2 separate regions of the Mus musculus genome follow, and region 2 is linked to region 1. The links are chromatin contacts, called in public HiChIP or PLAC-seq maps. All regions are on one chromosome and are shown on one strand. The core of a region is the stretch at or near the end of the contact, and the rest is flanking DNA. Distances in the headings are between cores, read along the strand shown.

Region 1 (6,907 bases), core at 1,440-3,939:
TCTCAAGCCCTCATCGAAGCCAAAAGAAACAATTTATTTAGCACTATTACCCATCTTCCCCTGTGGGTATGGACTCTCCATTAAGCTATCTGTCCACAACAATTTTCAAGCTAAATGTACACTCTATGTCTTCATGGTCCAAAGTCAGGGGACATGCCAAGACCTCTTTTCTTTAATATTTTTATTAGGTATTTTCCTCATTTACATTTCCAATGCTATCTCAAAAGTCCCCCATACCCTCCCCTCCCCACTCCCCTACCCACCCACTCCCACTTTTTGGCCCTGGCATTTCCCTGTGTTGGGGCATATAAAGTTTGCAAGTCCAATGTCAAGACCTCTTTTGAGTAGTCATTTTATTCTTATATTATTACAGATCAGCAGGCTTCCAAGGACAAGTCATTGTCCTGACTCCCTTCCTAGAAGTACCTGCAATGTCTACGAGGGACTCTCTCACAGGCCCATCGCCAGGCTTTGTGCAGCAAAGCATCTGTATCCTTGAGCAAGGACTTGCTATAGGTGAAGATGCCAAAGAATCAACCTTCCCTTGAGAGCCCTGTTCTTACAGAGACCTGGGTGCACCAGGACCAGTTTTGCTATCTCTTAAAAAAATCTTAAAGGAATCTCAGAGGCAGACAAAGTAGAGTGACTCTGTATCCTACCCCAGAGCATTTGTTGATGTGTGGTCATTGCCACAGCACTGGAGATGGAACCAGCCAAACTGTCCATCAACAGATGAATGAATGGCTTAGTAAGCTTAGTAAGCTCTTCATCACTGTATTAAAAGACGGCTTGAAACCAATGTGGAGAGGAAAAGGCTTGCTTTGCCTTAGGCTTCACGGTCCATCACTGAGGGGAGCCAAAGCAGAACGTCACAACAGGAGCCAGGAGGAACAAAAGCAGAGACCACAGAGGTGCACTGTGTATTGCTTCCTCCCCACGGCATGTTCAGCTTGGTTTCTTATACAACTCAGGCCCACTTGCCTAGAGACAGCACCGCTCACAGTAGGCTGAGCGTGCCCAGCTCAATAATCAATAACATGCCCCACAGACATGCCACGGGCCAGTCTGATGTCGGTAATTCCTAGATTGAGAATCTCTCATCTCAGACAACTCTAGTTTGTGTCTAGCCAGCACAAATGGATAAAGAAAATGGGTTTTTCTATGAACTGCTGGAGTGTGTGAAGGGGCTGGTCCTACAGATCCAAAGCTGCAGGATCTCCATGACACAGGGCAACAGCAGGGTATCCAATAGGAATCTCAGTGAGGATCCTGTATTGATGGTGTAGCAGAAACAGAGGTCTTGAACCAGACCAGTGACTCATTGCAATGAATATTTGCAAGTAAAGAAGTGTGGACAAACAGATATGGTGTGGGACACACTGTTGTCACACACTACAGATTCCACAAGGAGGATATTTTTTCTTTTGGTGGGGAGGTAGCAAGGGCAAAGAGCGCATAGGAAGAGACAAGGAGGTGAGTGGGGTTGGGGTGAAGGATGTGAAATTCACAAAGAATCAATAAAAAGTTTTTCAAAAGAAAATGTGTTCTCTATGTACACAATGAAATGATACTCAGCCATAAATAACAAAAGCATAAAATATGTGGGAGATATATATATATATATATCTCCCACATATATATATATATATATGGAAAATATTAAGTGAGCTAACACAGACTCAGCAAAACAACAACAATAATAAAAAATGTTCTCTCTCAAATGTAAATCCTCCTGTCACATTTTCAGATTTGTGTGTTTAATTTGGAGTGTATATGGTGGCAAGAAAACTAGAAAAAGAAGATTAAATGAGGTTCTTAAGGGAGGGAAGATAGCACATGTGATATCACTATAGGGAGAGAGGTCTCTGGAGGTGGGAAGATTTAAACAGGCATAGGGAAAGGAGAGGGATTGGGAGAGTTAGCCAAAGCTTCAGATGTCTGAAACCCATATGGAGAGCTAATTAAAAGCATAATTTAACAAAAGGAAGCTTGAAGTTAAGCACCCTGCACAGGTGGATAATTCTCCTCCCAAAAGCCACAGATTGTTGAACAAGAATCCCAGTGGTAGGCATGGGGCCCCTCCCTCTGAATTGTTGGTCAGTAAGACCCCAGAGGTCTCTAAATTAATATAGGCTTCTGACATTGCTTCTGGCTGCCCATCAGGACTAGTTGATAATAAGGCCATATTTCTGAAGACTCAACACATCATACCATAGGGGAAGAACAACGAGGTGGAAAGGGCAAAGGATGGCACTTTACTACCCAAGTCTGTACTCTACTGGATTCAGTCTCAGGCAGGGCTGCTTGTCCCCACCAGCAACAGCCTGAGCAAATCCCAAGAGCTAAAGCCATTTTTCTAGCTCTGTTGGTGCATGCAAAGAAGACAAGACAGGCTTCCCTTCCAAAAGCATGACCCTTCTCTGCACTTTGAAAACCCCACTGGGAATTCTAACCACAGAAAAATCCTGCCGTTGTGAATTCTGTCATCTGTGACATACCTCATTCTCTGTCTATTTTTATTCTCTCTAAGCAAATAGGGTTTTTTTTTTCTCACTTGAAAGTTATTATACCACTGCCAGCTGCTGGGATTACACAAATAAATTGATAATAGCAAAGCAATATGCTGCCCCGTGTTCAAACATCACCGCACAACAACAAAGCAGCCTGCAGTGCCAGCTCCCATTCACAGCCTGCAAACAGAAGCAGCACAAATGAGGGCCACCCACTCTCCCAGCCTCAGAGGGACAGAGTGGCAAGCAGCATGGTCCCAGGATGGAGTTTTACTCTTCCATTGCCAATGTACTCTTACGTCCAGGGAGAATGTGCAAAGTCATGCTCATCCGCCAAGTAACTCAGTGTGATGCAGACACTCCTCTTCCTTTGAGTGGGGTCAGCACCCTGATGCATAGTAATCAAGCATCTAGTTATAAATAAGCTTGCCATACTGAACAACAGGATAAACAATTAATATTAAGAATGTTTGTGTGTGTTTTATATACATAGGCAAAGATGCCTTACAACTTACTAAGCTGTGATATACCCCCTCAGAACAGGGATCACATCTTCTCTGCCTGCCACTAATTCCAGCATCTGGCACAATGGGCCATCAATAAACAGTAAATACATACAAACAAACATATGTACATACATACATGCATACAATGTACATACATAATACAGGTAAAGGAATTTAGGGAGGAAATCTGCATTTTTTTTTGCTTCTGTGCATTTTAGTTTTTTAATGCAATCCTAGAGTAAGCAAGATAGCTGTGAACACTTCAGCTCCTAAGTAATGGAGGAGAGCTGGAGAAAATGGCCAGACTCTGGAAGGCTACGATGCTCTCCCACGAAGCTAATGTTCCATGAACTTTACTGCAGCTGAAGGAGTCTGCTCAGTGTGGCAAATATCTGTGGGGTTTGCCTACCTAGCAACCATGTGCTCTTCTTAGGTAGCTTCCTTTGAAGAACGTCCCCCCCTATTCTCACCACAGGCAATTTGGGCTTTTCACATTTTGACATTTTGGTGTAGGTGTGGGTCCCAACTAGGCCAGGCAGAGTTTTCTTAGCCCAGAGATGAATCTTAATCACAACAAACCTAGAAAAAAAAAATCATGGTGGAGGTTGTCCCTTCTGTGTGCTTCCAAACAGCTTATCTATTAGTGAGGCAGCCGCCTAGATTGTTCATCGACATACTGAGACGTTGCTAGAACACAGTAAGGGATTCACACCAGTGAAGGCTCTTCCCATAGAGTCACTGCTCTGCTCACTCAGCAATGGTTCTTGACCTAACTCCTTCACAGAAGTCCAGGGCAGTACAAAGTAGAGAATTTCAAGCCAGGAATTCTGGGTCGTAAATCTGCCCAGGAGTAGTAAATCACTTCCCCTCTTAGCCCCTCCGTCTCTTTCTCCCTAGCACGAAGGAACTAGGACCAATGCCCACAAAGGGGCCTTGTGTGTTAGCTCAGCAGAAATTGACCCCCTGAATCTCGGGCATCGGCAAAACAAAGCTCACATTGTGGGGCCACTAAAGCTTTGAGTTTAAAGCAGTTAATCCCTTGGCTGATGACTGGAACAAAGAGGATTAACCTCAGCTAAGACAGTCACCATCCAAATATAGAGCGACCCCAAGAACACATGAGACACAGAATACACCCCGCCTTCTCTCAAACTGGCTTCTCATCTTATGTTCTTTCTCTCTTGGCTGTTAGTAAACTCATAGTTTAATCAGCTCCTAAAAGCTAAGGGGTGAGATTGTCAGGATCTTCTCCTTGTCCCTCCACTGCCTTCCTAAATTCTCCAACCCAGAGTTCATTGATCCTCCTTTGAAACACACACACTCAAGGTTCTCCATGTCTAGCACTAAATAAATAAAGCATACATGCACCATGTGCCAGCAACCACGTCAGACATCTGACCTAAGAAAGCAGCCAAGATGGCAGTCTCAACTCTGAAACCAATGGGAATGCTCCTGTTGTAAGCTGTGTGCATCACTCGGTACTCCATACCATCATCTCCTTCAGGGTTCTCCCACAAGCCCAGGAAGCAGATCTTACAGTGGCCAGTCCACAAGTGGGAAAACTGAGACTGAGCAGTTAAAGGTTGGGCATGAGGTTATGTAGCCAGTAAGTATCATGGAAAGGCTCTTGATTTCAAAATGATAGAAAATTCTAGAACATTCCCAACATTTTGTAGGAGAAACAGTGAGAGAAAGAAAAGGGGGTGCTGGATTTTGGTCTCTTGAGAGGGTATATGTACTCTCAGAATATCTAGAAAGACCCTGGAACTGGAGTTTCAGACAGTTGTGAGCTGCCATGTGGGTGCTGGGAACTGAACCTAGATACACTGGAACAGAAAACAGTGTTCTTAACTGCTGGGCCATATTCCCAGGCCTTAATTATGTCCTTATTTAAATTTAAAGCATTTCTAAAGAGCAGGAAGCCTGAGTGATCTCAGCTGTAACTTTTTTTTTAATCTCTGTGTGAAGAAGAAACATAGTAGGACTTTTCTGCCATGTATGGCCATAAGCTTGCAAAAAACTTGTTTATGAAGCTCCAGACTCTGTGCTGGTGGCAATCATACTAGTCATGACAAAGGTGTCAGTGGGTGATGTCAACTGTTTAACTTGACTCAGCCCTTTCCAGGGCCAATCAGTGGTCCAGCCATTCTCATGTCCATTCTCAATCCAACAAAAGAACTATAAGGTGGCCACGCCCACCTGAAGTGATGCTGGAAGATGCAGTCTGCATAGTCAGGATATGGAAGGAAAGGTTTCTGATGACCAATTTGCCAGTATTTGTCACAGGCTCCAGAAGCAAATAGTCAATATGGTTAGTTCTGAGTAGAGAAATGAATGCAGTGTGCTTAGCTGTACAATGGGAGTTATGGATGGCCTTTCCTCTTCCTGGTTTCCTGGATGCCTATAATGTGGTTTCAGTATAATTAAACTGTCTGAGAGAAAGAGAGCAAGCTCAAGCCCCCAATTGGTAAGGATTCAGACAGCATGGGGAGAACCACACAATCCAGGTGGTTGGGAAATAAACCCACCCGGTGCTAGTCCTTGCCTCTCTAGAATACAGAACAGTCAGGCCCCACTATAAACTTATGAATCAGCACGTCCTTTTTAAAGGTCAGTGTTCTGGGAGGCACTGATGAAGCTCGCCCCTCTCCCACACTGCTCCAAACAGAGCACCTGGGTATTTCCATATCACCCATCCCGGGCAGTGATGTTCTAGGAGCTTCTTTTTCTTTGTTAAGTATTTTCCAGGATCTTTGACTTAACGCTTCACCAAATGAGCCACCATGCTTGGTCAGGGCTATTGCTTCCTCTCTGAATGGCTGTCTGTGATCAAGGCCAAATTAAACTCGTGAACCACTCAGGTCGCACATAGCCAAACCTGTGGCTGGAGAGCTAAGGATTCAAAGGGCCATTTTTGAGGGACAGAAAACTGAGTTATTCTGCATGGTACAGTGGCCCTTGAGTTTTTTCCTACTTGACACACACACAGCAATGACTTTGAAACTAGAAGAACTTCCGGGGAAACTCCTTTGTGTGCACTCATGAAGCAGTAAGGCCTTCTCTAGACCTCCGTACGAATGAACTCACACCTTCTTCCCCGTGTTCTACAGGGCAGGTAAGTCCACCATTATTCCTATTTTTCTGATTGAAAGACTGAGGCTCAAGGCTGCCACATGACTTACTATATGAATAAGAAGCAGAGCCCAGATGGAAACCTAGGTTCCCTGGGTCTGAGTCATCTCAATATATCATCCCAGGGATAGCAGTGCAATGTCCCTGAGTCCTCCAGGGTTCAGATCAGGAGCTCCTGGCACTGCTGTGTCCTCTCCTCCTCCATCACCCAGACCCAGAACTCTACCTAGAACATACCACTTTTTCCTCTCCCTCAGACCTAGGCTGTACTCCAGCAAGGCTCCCCATGTCTATGCCATCTGCTACATCCCAGATCAAGCAAAAGTCAGCTTCTGTGTCTTGCCAATAGAGCAGAGGCCTCGGGCAAAGCAGGAAAGACGACAGGAGTAACCTTCACTGGACCCAGACTCTGGGGCACAGCCAGGAGAGTCCCAGAATACTAAGTATTCAAAGGAAGCTACTGAAGGACCCACCCAGCCTGGGACGCTGGAACGCTCCTAAGATGGTTTCTGGATCTAATGATGAAGTGAACCCAGGCCCCATTTTCCTGTTCTCTCTTCACCTTTCATAGATGCTTGTGTTTCTACAGCCCCACTGAGGACGACTCCGGTTATATATATATACACATTACTTACTGTAAGGTCTTAGGTAAGTTATTTTCTTCCCCAAGGCCAGATGAGGAGTGTAGATTCCTTGCTTTCTAACCTCCCTTCAGCTTTGGGACATTAAGATCTAATTCATCGCAGGCCTTTTACTCCC
Region 2 (6,907 bases), core at 2,831-5,330, 1.2 Mb after region 1:
GCGCTCCTCCTTCCCTGTCCAGCATTCTTGTCAACAGGATACATTTTGGGTCAAAAGTTTTATGGGTGAGTTAGTGTCCCTATCACTTTTAAGCCAGTGTCTTAGAATCATTTTTTCCCTCTATCTCAGTCTCTTGAATGTGTTCACAATTCTTTTAAGTCTAAAGTAGTCTGTCCAGTATCATCTTCAGGAGCAACTTGATTGTCATAGCTCTTTTAGATCTCATAGAGAGTTTTTCTTTCACCTTCAGTCCTGATAGCTCTGTTGGGTATGTCAGACTGGATCTGATAGTTGTGATATTTCTGAATTTGAAATACATAATTTCAAGCCCTTGCTTTTGAATTTTTTGATTAAAAATCAGCAATTATTTTGATTGGTCTGCTTGTGTATGTGATTTAACCTTTCTCTTTTGCAGCTTTCAATATATCCTCTTTTTGCTTTGTATATTCTGTGTTTTAACTATAATAAGTTATTTGAGTTTCTATGCTGGTTCTAGTGATTCAGCATCTTATATGCCTCTTATATCTTGTTGGAGTTCTTTTTCTTTACGTTTGTAAATTTTTTACCTATGGTTTTACTAAAATATTTTCCATGCTTGTTGAATTAAATGATTCTCCTTTTTTGTATATCTATGTTTCCCCAAACTATTATATTATGTGCTACATATAAGTCTGTTATATTGGTGAGCTCTCCAATAATATTTTTATCTGACTTGTCATTTGCTTTTCACTAGTTTGGTTTGCTTTTTCTTCAGTATTTCTCTCTTTATTAGACTTCATTTCATATAATGAGTTGATTGCTCTTTTTCCATTAATCTCTTTGTGTTTGTTTCTTGGAAAATGATCATGTGTACTCTGAATTACTTGACTACATTTATAATGATTTATTTGAATTCTGTATCTGGAACTACATGTAAGATACTTTTATCAGGGGGCTTTGCTATGGGATTAGTAATTTTGGGAGGTAATAGTTTGTCTTGGTTTTTATATTATGTGTGTGTGTTGTGTGACTATAATTGTATGTATTTCCTGGGAACTAGTCATCTGGTTAGATCATTGGTTAAGATAGTTGTCATTTGGGGCTTCTTTATTACTGATTGATTGATTGATTGATTAATTGAGCTAGGGTCTCACTATGTAGCCTTGGCTGTCCTAGAACTCACTATGTACACTAAATACAGTTCAAACTCACAGAGATATGCCTGTCTATGTCTCTTCCATGCTGGAACTAAAGGCACATGCCACCACCATGCCTGGCTATTTTGTTTCAGATGTATTTGAAGTTACCCCTCTTTATTCAGTGGGGGCATTTCCAGTGTTCATGAGAGATCAGATTGTAGTCCAATTGTAATGTTTTCCTCTGTTAGACTGGTGTTCCAGAGGTCAGGTTGGATTTTCACTCTATTTCTGGGAGTTGAGTGCTGTCTTCAAAAGCAGGTACTAACCAGCCATTAACCTACTCTTATAACAGGGTGGCAGGTAACTAGTAGACATTTGTTACGTTCTTATTTGTTTAGGGAATAAAGGGATCCAATAGTACTACTATGTATGCCAGTACTTTAGTTATTGTGGCGTGAGTGGAAAGGAAAAGACAAAAGCAGACATTAGGAAAGGGATACACACAGGAGTGGGGATAATAGAAGCAAAGGAAAAAATATAGGGTGGAGACTGTGAGTGTTTGTTTAACAATATACCATAAAGGGAGGTGGTAGAATCATGTATTGTATATAGTAAATCAGGCTAGTATATCATAAATCATAAATCTGGACTTTGTGAGGTATAACAATAATGCATGCATATGGGAAAAGAAGAAAGGAAAAACAAACAGAAAGTCAAAAAAGGGGCAGGGGCTGGACATAAAGTCGCACAGGGACAAGTAAATGGTAAGAGATGAGAATGTTAGGAGGTAGAGTGAACCTGCTGCATTGACCTAGGGTGTTTTGTGGGGGAGGAATCCCTGCAGTTGGAAGGACAGCTGAGAGCAGAAATGAGATAATGGAGACACTGACTTGGGTGTTGATTTCATTTCCTCAGTGGGTTTGTTGTGTTTTCCTAGTCCTGGCCTGTGATATGCTGGATGCTGATTTTGACCTGTGCTCCTCTCTTCCTTCACTTTTATATGGAGGTGTTTTGGGGGTGTGTGTGGGTGATGGTGAGCGACTAGCTGAGGACAGACAAGGCAAGTGTTTTTTTCACCCCACAGCTATGGTTGAGAGGTAATACCGTTGGTCTACCAGCAAGAGGGGCGTGTCATACCCAAAGCATTGTTCCGAGGTTTTGTTTAGTTCCTATAGTTTTACTGGTTCCTGTTGGGTGCTATAAATCCCTACCAGTAGAGCGTGTGTCGATTTCCTGCTAGAGCTCATTCCACAGGTTTGCTATTACTTCAGATTCTGCTGGATTTTGCAGTTATGTCAGCAGCTGCTTTGAGTAGTGTGGTTCCAAGCAAGAAGTCCAGCCTGATGGTAGAGAAAGTTGGTAGGTCTGATGGTAGAGGAAGTTGGTGGGTCTGATAGGAGAGGAAGTTTACTTAGACATTGCCCTGATCTGTTTCTCTAGCTATGCTCATTTGCTTACTCCAACATAGCTCTAGGCCATCACCTTACTCTGAAGTCTGCCTTGTTGCTTTTTTAAATTGAAAATTTTTTTTTCATATACTATATTCTGATCATGGTGTCTGCTCACCAAACTCCTTCCAGACCCTCCTCACCCATTTGCCCACTGAACTCTCTGCCTTCGTTCTCTTTAGAAAATTATCCAAAAGACCAAACAAACCAAACTTATTGAAAATTAAGTAACAAAGAGAAAACATTTTTTAAAAAAACCAGTAAATACCTCTGACAAATGCTCTTGTTAAGTTGTCTAGGAAACCTTCAACATCTGACCTGCCTAACCCAACCCATTGTAGAGTTTACAGGCCTCATGCCTCTAAAAGATAATGGTTCTTACTTAATACCTTTACCCCCACCCCCATACTTCTTGCCTTCATCTCCATTTTGCAGATGGCAGCCAAGGAAAGCTCATATCCAGCCTTTAGCCAGGAGAATGGGAAGTGGTCACTTGAGAAGGAGACTCCAGACCATCATCAATCCATATTCTCCAACATCCTATCCTTTTCTTGCTGTTTCAGGAGAAATTTCCTAAGAAATGTGTACGATCAAACCACATACTACTTATTAAAGATGGGCAGCATTTTGCTAACCTTCTACTTTCTCTACATTGCCTCCATAATATCATATTCTGAAGGATCCATTTCTGCATGGAGAAAATTGACCCATTTTATCCTATAGATTTACATTCTGTAATGAGTGTTTCTTATTTCTCAGAAACTTTTTGACCAAATTGTACTCATACAAACATATATACATATTTGTGCACACACACATATGTGTGTGTCCTTATGACATTCTCTTGACTGTAAGAGAACTATGAGAGGGAATTGTTGCTCTACAGACCTCTTCTAGGCAGGGCATCTGATCCTCTCCTAAGCAAGTCCTATTCTCTTGCAGAGTCACTATTGCCCCAGTGGATGGTGAGAAGCCAAGAAACAACAAAGGTGCATGAGGGGGTGGCTATGCTATTTTTGCAACTGAGGCACCGCCACTCTGCACTTATTATAGCTAAAAGAGCAGAGCATAACCTTTCTATGTCTCTGGAGCTGAGATAATCTCACTCTACTGCCTGGGTCTCCCACAGTTAGCATGCTGTTCTTTCCGGGGAGCCAAGGTGGAGGGAGCTGAGGAGGCTGCACTTGTGGTTGTTAAAGAATACCTTTCCCTTTTTTCTTTTGCTTAAAATTGTTCTTACAAAAGCAATGTTCTATTCAGTCTGCCATTATGCTAAAAGCTTTTCCTTGGAAGACAATAGCTGTTCTCAGAGAAAAAAAAAAAAGATTTACATGAGGTCCCAAGGGTGTAATGAGCTACCACAAGGCACCTGCCTCGGGTTGGGAGTTGTCACTTGTAAGTGGTTTTAAATTAGAACCGAGTGGAAAAATACACGGTTACAGACTTCCCCTTTTGGCTTCTTTGCAAATCATTTTCCACCCTCTCTGGCCTTTGTCTGTTTGTGAGATGCATGATCTGGTATGGAGGACAGAGCTTTCTCTGAGGGAGAGCTAAGAGTGACAATAGAGGCAATGTAAAACAGAAACTCAAGTCAAGTGAAAAGCCTCTCAATCTCGGAAATTTCTGCATGGCTTTATTTTGAAACCTCCCAAAGGCATGTGCAACCAAGCAATGCTATGGAGAAACTGGAGTCTTAGAGAGTGGAAATGGTCCACTTTGAGTCGCTTAGCTAAGGGGGAGGAGAGGCAGGGCTAGACCTCAGACCTCCAGCCTCCTACTGAGCCTGCTTCTTTTATCCTCAATGGGGTGTGCAGTCGTTGACAAAGCTTTGAGTGACACAGAATAATTGTCAGAACATACTGTTATGTCTCTTTGAACATCTTAAATAAAAAGAGTTAGAATTAGAGACCCTGGAGTGTATGCTTTTCTTGCCTTGGGGTTTTCATTATTCCAAACAAACAGGGCACAGAGTCATGCTAGGCAGCAGGAATACAAAGCCAATATTATTCCATCTTTTGCCATTGACATGCTCATAGTCTGTTGGGAGTGTGTGTGTGTGTGTGTGTGTGTGTGTGTGTGTGTGTCTAAAAGTTATGTAAACAGGTCATTATAATAGAACTGTGTCTTATGTCACTATTATGTTGCTGTGAAGAGACACCATGACCAAGAACATTCATAATAGATATCATTAGTTGGGGCCTTGCTTACAATTTCAAAGGTTAGTCCATTATTATCCTGGTGGGGAGTATACAGCATGCAAACAGATACTGGAGCAGTAGCTGTGAGCTCCATCCTCATCCATAGGCAGAGAAGGAGAGACTGGGCATGGAATGGACTTTTTGAAACCTCAAAGCCCACCCCCAGAGATACACTTCTTCCAACAAGGCCATATCTACTCTAACAAAGTCACATCTCCTAACCCTTCTAATCATTCACAGAGAGTGCCACTGCCTAACAACTGAGCATTCAAATACAGAAGCCCATGAGGGTCATTTCTATTCAAATCACCACAATAAGGTACACTGAAACAGAAGAGGAAACTAAGTAAGTAAAGTGGAGGCACAGAGAAGAGAGGATTTATCATAGGTAGACTTATCCACACAATGTACCCCATATAAACTCCATAGGCATGGTACTGTCATATTGATAAAACGTCAGAGAAACTGTAGTTGAAAATCCAAAAGGTATCAAAGCACTGTCTCACTTTTCCTCGAGACTATATAAAAGAGAGTCTGCAAAACACACCCAAACCACCTTCAATTTGTTTTTTTTCTCATGCATCTCTGCACACATAAAAAATGAGGACTTACATATAAAATATTACTCTCTTAACACAAACACCTCACACTCTGTGGCACTGAGGCCAGTTGAGTAGGCCTTTGTTGCATCCAGTTTTGACCAGGTCATGTCAATTAAAGAAAGATTAAGAGTCCCTCCTCCTCTCAAACTAGTTGAAGGAGGTGGGAAAGATTAGAAGACCTATAGGTAAGTAAATTGGTGTATATTATAGCATATAGATACTTTATTCTTAGAAGGGTTTTATGCAGAGGCATGAAATGCAGTGCCAGGCCTCCTTTTGAATTCTATTTTGAGGCAAGATCTCACTGAGTTGTTTAGGTTAGCTGTAAAAATATAATCTCTGACTCACACTCCTGAATAGCTGAGGTTACAAGCCAATATGAACAAGATTGCCTTATTCTTACAAAAGATTGTTTGGTAATCATAGTTGCCTTTTGAATTAAGAAATAAATCACTGTTATGCCATCATTAGGCATAATAAAAGAATGGTAAAGAATGGTTCAATGAAATTGTTGTTTGGTCTGCTTCTACATTCAAGAGGGTTGTGTGCCTCTGTGTGTGTGTGTGTGTGTGTGTGTGTGTGTGTGTGTGTGTGTGTGTGTGTCTGAGATTTTGTGAGATAGAAAAACATCATACCAGGAACAGAATCAACTGGGTATGATTCTGTGAAGGTCAGGTCAAAAGAGCATGGGGGGAAACTGACAAGTATAAGGTGGTAAAAGTAGTTTGGGTTAAATGGGAAATGATCTTCATTTTCATATCAGGGACATTTTTAAAAGACAGTGATGACTTACTTGGATATTAAAAGCAGGACGATAAGATCAGATTCATCTCTGAGGGAAGTCTTGAGACAATAATGTGGGAAAAGTTTTGAAGTGATCAAGATAATAATGACACAGAGTTCATATGCATGTAGACCCATGATCCAAACTCACTAGGGCACAAAGCTTGGCTTTGCCATTTATCAGAGCTATGACTCTGTGTTACAGAACTCTATTGTCTGCCACCAACATGGCTGTAATTAAGGAAACTTCATAAAAACAGGGCTATTGATGGACGATGTGGAAAGAGTTACTTGATTTTCACTTGAAATTTACTCACTCTCCTCTCATTCCCAGCTGTACATCATTACTCCCTAGCTATTTGTGGTCTCCCAGGATTCAAGAGTGTATAGGGTGTGGAAAAAAATAACTCAACTGGAAAAGACACAATGCTTTTATGCATTTTTTGTGAGTTGTTGCGTATGCTGGGGTAGGGGCTTTGCTAATGCAGTTTCTTAAGCCATTCATTCTCTTATAAACTACTCTAATATATGCACTGGTTCACTAAACTGGACTGAAGTAGAACCGGTACTTTGGCCTGTCATTCATTTCTGCCTGGGGTGAGAAATGTTTGTTCACTTCTTCCTAGGAAAAGTAAATATGAAGTATGGGAAAAGATGCTCAAATAGACACCTTGGTTTTCTCTTCTGTAAACAGTGAATACTAATAGTACCTACTTCAATCTATAAACAGTAACAGCCCTAGAACTCTTCCTTGCACA

The links. HiChIP or PLAC-seq counts read pairs in DNA pulled down with a chosen protein or histone mark.
Region 2: an H3K27ac HiChIP or PLAC-seq map of large pre-B cells shows a contact between it and region 1, with 4 times the contacts expected there. The contact joins two enhancer-like sites. A contact is called at or near these places in 2 of 39 promoter capture datasets (the C10 cell line and pre-B cells) and 1 of 115 datasets of contacts at active chromatin or transcription factors (large pre-B cells).

What each region holds. Positions count from the first base shown.
Region 1 is chr7:75,292,977-75,299,883 of GRCm38.p6, forward strand. The region is part of intron 1 of Sv2b (synaptic vesicle glycoprotein 2 b); the gene reads right to left. Among named protein-coding and RNA genes, the nearest start is that of 1500012K07Rik, 12 kb to the right of the region's middle. Within about 2 kb of position 2,690, at least 41 of the 459 cell types and tissues checked have an H3K27ac peak or open chromatin away from gene starts, as enhancers often do.
Region 2 is chr7:76,458,836-76,465,742 of GRCm38.p6, forward strand. All of the region lies in intron 17 of Agbl1 (ATP/GTP binding protein-like 1), which reads left to right. Among named protein-coding and RNA genes, the nearest start is that of Gm30774, 94 kb to the left of the region's middle. Within about 2 kb of position 4,081, at least 32 of the 459 cell types and tissues checked have an H3K27ac peak or open chromatin away from gene starts, as enhancers often do.